2 separate regions of the Mus musculus genome follow, and region 2 is linked to region 1. Evidence: chromatin contacts called from public ChIA-PET data. All regions are on one chromosome and are shown on one strand. The core of a region is the stretch at or near the end of the contact, and the rest is flanking DNA. Distances in the headings are between cores, read along the strand shown.

Region 1 (3,734 bases), core at 483-2,982:
TTAAAAAAAAAACAAACAAACAACAAAAAAAAAACTTCACAGATGGTCCTCGTGTGCAGGAGGAATGGGCATTCCTCTTAACAATCATCACGAAGATTCTAACATCTGTTAAATTGGGGCAATAGATCAGGCTCTTCTGTGATCTTTAACCTAGGAAGCCGAGTTTCTGTTTTCCCACACAGTGTAATGGGATTGATAACCAGGCTCAGTGCTTGGCCTGGAAATGCTTGCTAGAGGCTGAAATCATTTTTAAACCTGTGTTTCCCACTCCTATGATGGTCCATAGATATAGCGGTATTGTGAGCTTTTTGCTGAGCCAAGAAGTAGTTGATCAGGGCAAAGTGAACTAATCATGTGTGGTTAGTCACGTGACTCACTAATCCCGGGCAGCAGCCTCTTCTCCCATCTCCACTTTGGGGATACATTTAACATGTACTTAGATGCAGAGTGAGCTTTGTAGTTTGTCGCCCATAAAGAGGCGAGCGCGCAGTAGGGTTACAGGAAGACCCACTTTAACGGATGGTTGTTTACTCAATCATCTATAAAATCAATCAACTGTAAATGTCTATCCAGGCTGACTGAGATGGCTCAGTGAGTATAGATGCCCTCTGCCAAGCTGATAACCCAAATTCGGTCCCCTATGTTTGATTCCTGGACCCACATGGTAGAAAGAGAGAAGAGACTTTTCTGCAAGTTGCTCTTTGACCTCTGCTAGTGTGCCAAGGCACCAGCACTTCCCTACCTACAAAATAAATAAACAAATTTTAGACAAACACAGTGGGGCTGTAGAGATGGCCTTTTGTTTTTAAGGGCAGTTGTTCTTGCAGAGGACTTGGGTTTGATTTCCAGCATCCACATGACAGCTCTTCGTAGTTCCAGTTAGAGGGGATCAAGTCCCCTCTTCACGTGTATACACGTGGGCAAAACATTCATACACATAAAATAAATAAATCCAATATGTTTCCCTTAGGAGATGTTCCGTGCCAGTTTGTGGTTGACATGAACAATGTAACTGCATAAGGTGTGCCCTGAGCTTATTAATAAAATATAGCATTTTTTTATGCTGAAGACAGGACTTAGAACATTTCTGAGTAGGCAAAACTTCTGAAGGTCAAAAACAATTCGGATTTTCCTTATGTGCACGATGAAGACCTAAAGTGCAAGAGACAGTCTCACCTCGAATTGCAGTGTAAAGTGTTTGAGACCTCCCCGGGTCTCCATTCAGGGGCCCAATCCCTAAGGTTCCCCTGAGAAGCTGTTTTGATTATTAAAACATGGGTTTTATGTTACAGATCCAACCAGCCTGTTCTTACAGACGGCTTCCCATCAGCCCCTTCTCTGTTGAGTCGATACCAGGCACAGGCAGAGAGGTTGGTCCATTGTGAAATTTGATTTCCCAGGCCACGGGTACAGGGAAAGGCGAGGTCACGGTACCACAGAGATTTGAGCTCTTCAGTTCAAAAGCCACGCACAGCATGAAGAAATGTGCTGCGTTCTTTGAAGTTTGACTTATGTAACTTCACATATCTAAGAGAAATACAGTCCTCCTCCCACTGACTTCGGTTGCTTTAGAAGGATGCTTTAAAAAAAAAAGCAACCGATTTTTGGTAGAACGGAAAAGTCCACTTAACATTTCAGTTTTGTTAATAATAGAGGCCCGGGCCTGCGCTGAGCCTCCTGTTGGAAAGGCCTTCACAAAGCCACAAGGAAACAAAGAGGGTGTCACCTTGATGCAGGGGAAGCTGCATTCTCATGAAAGACAGCTTGGCAGACAAGTGAGAGTGTGACCACGGGCCTCTCTCACCTCAGAGGAAATAGATACTTACTGGGTTTTTCTCTACATGTTTTTCATTTATGTATTTTAGATTATACTCAAATATTGTCTTAGTTAGGGTTTTCATTGCTGGGAACAGACACCATGACCAAGGCAACTCTCATTAGAGGACAACATTTAGTTGGGGCTGGCTTACAGCTTCATTATCATCAAGTTGGGAGCATGGCAGCATCCAGGCAGGCATGGTGCAGGAGGAGCTGAGCGTTCTACATCTTCATCCAAAGGCAAACAGAAGACTACTGTCAAAGCCCACGCCCACAATGACACACTTCCCCCAACAAGGCCATACTTCCTAATAGTGCCGCTCCCTGGGCCAAACATATTCAACCTACCACAGATATGCAAAGGCAAAGTAGGCTCTGTGTTTGAGACAGGGTCTCAAGTAGTCTGGGGTGGCCTTGAACTCCTGACCCTTTGTTCTCAGACCTCAGCATGCATCTTACTTTTAAGTGTAGGAATTGATGCTTTCCCACTGATGTGCAGCTGTCACCACCATCCACCTGCAGAGCGCATTCACCTTGCAAAACTGAGACTCTATGTACCCCAGGTAGAAACTTTCCCTTCACCATTTACCCTACTTCCCCTCCCCTCAAACCTGACAGCTCCATTCTACTTCCTGTTTCTGAATTGACCCGTGTCTGTCTGTCTCTGACTGCCTTCTTTCACTTGGCACACTAGCCTAAAGGAGACCTTATTTATTTATTTATTTATTTATTTAGATATTTTCTTTATTTACATTTCAAATGTTATCCCCTTTCCTAGTTTCCCCTCCAAAAATCCCCTCTCCCTACCCCCTTCTCCCTGCTCACCAACCCACCCACTCCTGCTTCCTGGCCCTGGCATTCCTCTACACTGGGGCATAGAACCTTCATGGGACCAAGGGCCTCTCCTCCCATTGATGACCATATAGGTCATTCTCTGCTACATATGCAGCTGGAGCCATGAGTCCCATCATGTGTTTTCCTTGATTGGTGGTTTAGTCCAGGGAGCTCTGGGGGTACTGATTAGTTCATAGTTGTTCCTCCTAGGGGGTTGCAGACCCCTTCAGCTCCTTGGGTACTTCCTCTAGCTTAAAGGAGACATTTTTAAAGAGCTAAGACGCCTGTGGGTCCAGCTATGTCTATTCACCCTAAGATGTCTCAGTGTGTTTGCACAGCGTCTTGATTCTGACGGGATATAATTTTGCATATAGCAGTAAGCAAACGCCACTCACAGGTGCTTGGAACCCATCCCTGGATACCATTAGCCCTCAAGAGCATCCGTACTGTGACCTCAGGCTGAGGCAGGAGGCTGAGGCAGGCGATTATAAATTTAAGACTAGCTGAGTCTACATGGTGAGACCCTGTTTAAAAAAAGAAGAAGGGTGTGGGGAGGGGTAGGGTGGGGTAGAGGTTGGGGTGGGGGGACAGAGAGAGACAGAGAATTGACAGCGCAAAAAAGCCCTTTGTGGAGGCGGATCAACTCCTCCGCAGAGGCCAGTCTGACTCAGCTGCCGCCAGCCCCCAGCCCACAGGGGCTCTGTGCTTGATTATGGGTGTGTGTTGCCATCTGGTATGTGGGTAAGAACCGTAAGAACGGGAGACTCAGACCCTCCAAGTCACGTGTTGCTGTTAGTTTATTTACCAATTGTCGCACAGCCTGAACCTTCGCAGTGCAGCGTGATTATTCGATCTGCTCCCAGCTATTCACGGGATGCCTCGGACAAACTGACTTCAGGGTGACAAACTGACTTCAGGGAGATCTTCCCGGGTCACCTAAGGGCAGCTTCTTTTCCTGATGTTTTAGAGATGTCTCTGTTGTTAAAAAGCTGTCCCGTGGAGTTTTCTTATTTTGAGTAAATGCCATTTCTCTGGGAGTCTTTAGGCAAATTTCTGTGTGTTTCATTAAATTTTTATCTTGG
Region 2 (3,602 bases), core at 472-2,971, 170 kb after region 1:
GAGAACGCTTAAAAAATGGAAATATGTCACTGAAACAATAAGTTGACTATCAGGGTTGGCAGGTAGGTCGGCTGAAACAGTAGAACAAAAAAGGAGATAGGAGGAGGGGAGGATAAGAAAGAAAAAGTGAGTGATCCGCCAAGAGGCCTGGTGTCTTAATTATAGGAGGTGGAGAACATGGGAGCTAAAGAAACAGAAGCGAAGAAACAGAAGAGCAATTCAAGCAAACCTCCCCAATCTACACTAAAAGTTCAGCTGGGTCCCTAGCATGCCTCATACTGCCCCATGCAATCCAGAAATCACATGGCACAAAGGCATGGGAAAATCAGTAACGTAGTACAAAGAACAGCAATAAGGATGGCTTTGGACGCTTTAACAACAGCAGGAAGTAGAAGTCAATGAGAAATGATGCTCTTATAACCGACTCAAGATGGAGGAAGCAGGGTCGTTAGCAATGGGACAAGGCGACAGGACCCCCCCCAGCCCCCCGTGGAGCCATGGGACAAGGCGATAGGACCCCCCCGGGGGAGCCATTGGACAAGGTGATAGGACCACCCCAACCCCCCCCCCGGGGAGCCATGGGACAAGGCGATAGGACCCCCCCAGCCCCCCGTGGGAGCCATGGAACAAGGCAATAGGACCCCCCCCCCCCGGGGGGAGCCATGGGACAAGGTGATAGGACCACCCCAGCCTCCCCCGGGGGAGCCATGGGACAAGGCGATAGGACACCCCCAGCCCCCCGGGGAGCCATGGGACAAGGCGATAGGAACCCCCCACCCCCCGGCCGGGGAGGTAAGCAAGGACAGCTACTATGCGGGGTCAGATATGACCTGAAGGTGTCAAGCAGGTCTTCTGACTCAGGAAGACACGGCTCCACACAGAACGGACATTTACATAACATGTGAAACATACCATTCTCATCCTTTCCCCCTCAAACATGGAGAGAGCGTCTTCCCTCTATACTCTCCACCCCACGTCTCTGGTCCCTTCACAGCTAACCTCGAGACTTCTCTACATCCTCAGGTCCCCATCATTGCAGCCACTGTGTGGCATGGTACAGAAGAGAGATAGAGAGACAGGACACGTATATGGTCACAGAAAGTTCTAGTAGGCATTGTAGGGAAGCAGTAGGCACTGGGAGGGCAGCGAGCAGGGCCGGGTGCGTGGGTGCAGCTTAGGGAAAGGGTAGAAAATTCATTAGCTGAGAGTGAGGATGGGGGAGGGGATGCTATGAGTCTGAGAAGAGAGTCAGTTGTGGGAAATGAACCTTCCCAGAGAGGAGGACATGAAGGCGTGCTTTCCTTTTTCTTGACCCGATTATGCAAAAATTGGAATCAATGTTTTTTTGTTTTTTGTTTTTTTTTGTTTTAATCTTTTAAAATAGTTTGTTAATTCTCTGAGAATTAATAATTCAATGTACTTTGATCATATCCACTCTTCCTAATTCCTCCAGGTCCTCACCTCACTGCCCCCCTCCCCTCTCCTCCCCTCTCCTCCCCTCCTCTTCTCTATATCTCTCTCCTTCTCTCTCTCCCTCTCTCCATCTCTCTCTCTCTCTCCATCTCTCTCCCCATCTCTCTCCATCTTTTTCCATCCCCTCTCCCAGCCCCCAGTCCACTGAGTCCCATTTGGGCTGCCCATATACTCATGGGTATAGATCCTCCACTGGGGTGTGCTCGACAGCGAGCCATGGGTCACACCCTTAAAGAAGACTGACTCTTCCCCCACTAGAAGCCGTGAACTGTCAATAGCTTCTCAGTTAACGGTAGACGCGGGGGAGCTCCTCCCACTTCCACGGTCGAGCTGCTAGGAACCCAAAAGTACAGCGACTGTGTCCTGTCACATCATTTTCCCAGGCTTCCCTGACATCTGCCTCTTACGATCTCTCTGCTGTCTTCTGTGGTGGTCCCTTAGCCTTGGAGTAGGGATCACCATATTTGACTTTAATAGTATTGTCACTTGCAAGGCTGTTTTCAAAGCAGCTATCCCTAAGCTTGGCCAGCCTTGGCTGGGGATAAAAGCATAAGCCAATTTCTAGCTACCTCATCCCCAGTAATCCCCCCGGTAAAACCAGAGGATGCTGAGAAATCCCACAGCCAGGTGCTCATGGCCACAGCCTGTGCGGGGCTGCGGCAGGGCGGGGCGGGGCGGGGCGGGGTGGGGTGGGGTGGAGGGAGGCTTCCTGGAGATGTTCTGTAGTGGTAAAGCATGGAAACTTTCTCACTCAAGGGGCTTTTGATTTTTAAGAAACGGAAACCGGTGCAATCAAACTTAAACACAAAAAGAGAGCTGCTTCTGTGTACCCACTGCTGCTGGGGGGGCCGGGAGCAGCAGGGGAGTAAGTCATTTTCCTTCACTTGCAGCAAGTTTGTCTTTTTCAATTACACCACAAAGATGGGGGGAGGGGGTGCTGGGAGCCCACCTCAGCTGGTGGCAGAACCCAGCTACCAGCAGCCACGTCTCTGCTAGTACAGCAAACGGACCATTGTACATGAGTAGTATGAGACCACCCAATCCTGGTGCCAGAAAGGTAGCATGCACAACCATGGACCAATGGAGGAGAGGAGGGGCGGGGCGTCTCGAGAGTAGGTACGTGAACCTTGTAGGGACATCTAAACGAGAACCCATGAAGAGCCTACGACTACTCAGAGTCCAGTGGACTTTCAGCCCTATACCTTTCTTTGCCTTGAACCCCGCCCCCACGAAGTGGAAACTTAAGGGTTTTTGTTTGTTTGTTTGTTTGTTTGTTTTTTGTTTTTGGCGAGTCAGTTGTGTTAGATGGTGTTTTGCTACAGAACTCCAAGGTCAAGAGGATTGCAAGCCAAGCCCTTTTAGCCTCCTCTCTGGCTAGTTCTGGTATTATATTCCTCAATGCCCTCTGTATGACATGTGAGAGTCTCACCCTCCCCAAGCCTAGAAATTTACTTGTATACATTATTTTGTTAATATAGACATTTCCCTTAACATTGAAGTAACAACTTAGCCCCAGAACCTCTCGGTACTTGACACAGTAAAGATTTTCTTCAGCTTCCCAGTCGGGCTGACTCGAGGCAGGTGCCAGCCTGTAGTGAAGGGGCCTATGAGTATCTCTCCTTGGTTCTGTCAACTCTGCCCATGATCTCAACCATCCACGATCACGGAGAAAACTGATACCAATTTTCAAGCCTGTGACCCAAGCAGATACATCACAGCTGCTCAAAGCCCTTTGGCCGGGGTTAGGCTTAGGGCTCCACCTCAGAGGGGGCTGGACATTTGAGAAAGATATAAGAATGTCGAAGCCATCTCTTGTCCAGCAGAGCTGTCTGATCAAAGCGACCTGCACGGCACAGCCCCTTCTATGTTGAAATCAGCATGGAGGAGAAATAAAACTGTACTGAGATAATCTAGTGAGATTTGGGGGCCTAATTGTATTCCCAGTGTAGACACGGTCATCCCGATTAACACAGGAACGTGTAAGAAAACAGGAATGAATGAGAGAGACAGTGCTGCTTGTTGTCCTACCAAATTACCCTTGGCTTTCTCTGGAGGCTGACAAAGTTATCCAAAACTCACGGGGAATAAGGAAGGAGTGAGAACAGCCGGTGTAACTGCGCACGAAATCA

The links. ChIA-PET counts read pairs in DNA pulled down with a chosen protein or histone mark.
Region 2: an RNA polymerase II ChIA-PET map of memory CD8 T cells shows a contact between it and region 1, with 134 read pairs. The contact joins two enhancer-like sites. A contact is called at or near these places in 2 of 115 datasets of contacts at active chromatin or transcription factors (embryonic stem cells and memory CD8 T cells) and 1 of 9 other capture datasets (embryonic stem cells).

The regions. Positions count from the first base shown.
Region 1 is chr15:97,285,514-97,289,247 of GRCm38.p6, forward strand. The region is part of intron 3 of Pced1b (PC-esterase domain containing 1B); the gene reads left to right. Among named protein-coding and RNA genes, the nearest start is that of Amigo2, 40 kb to the left of the region's middle. Within about 2 kb of position 1,733, at least 18 of the 459 cell types and tissues checked have an H3K27ac peak or open chromatin away from gene starts, as enhancers often do. A contact at or near this core is called in memory CD8 T cells, where this site is marked.
Region 2 is chr15:97,456,565-97,460,166 of GRCm38.p6, forward strand. No RefSeq gene overlaps it. Among named protein-coding and RNA genes, the nearest start is that of Gm41393, 51 kb to the left of the region's middle. Within about 2 kb of position 1,722, at least 59 of the 459 cell types and tissues checked have an H3K27ac peak or open chromatin away from gene starts, as enhancers often do. A contact at or near this core is called in memory CD8 T cells, where this site is marked.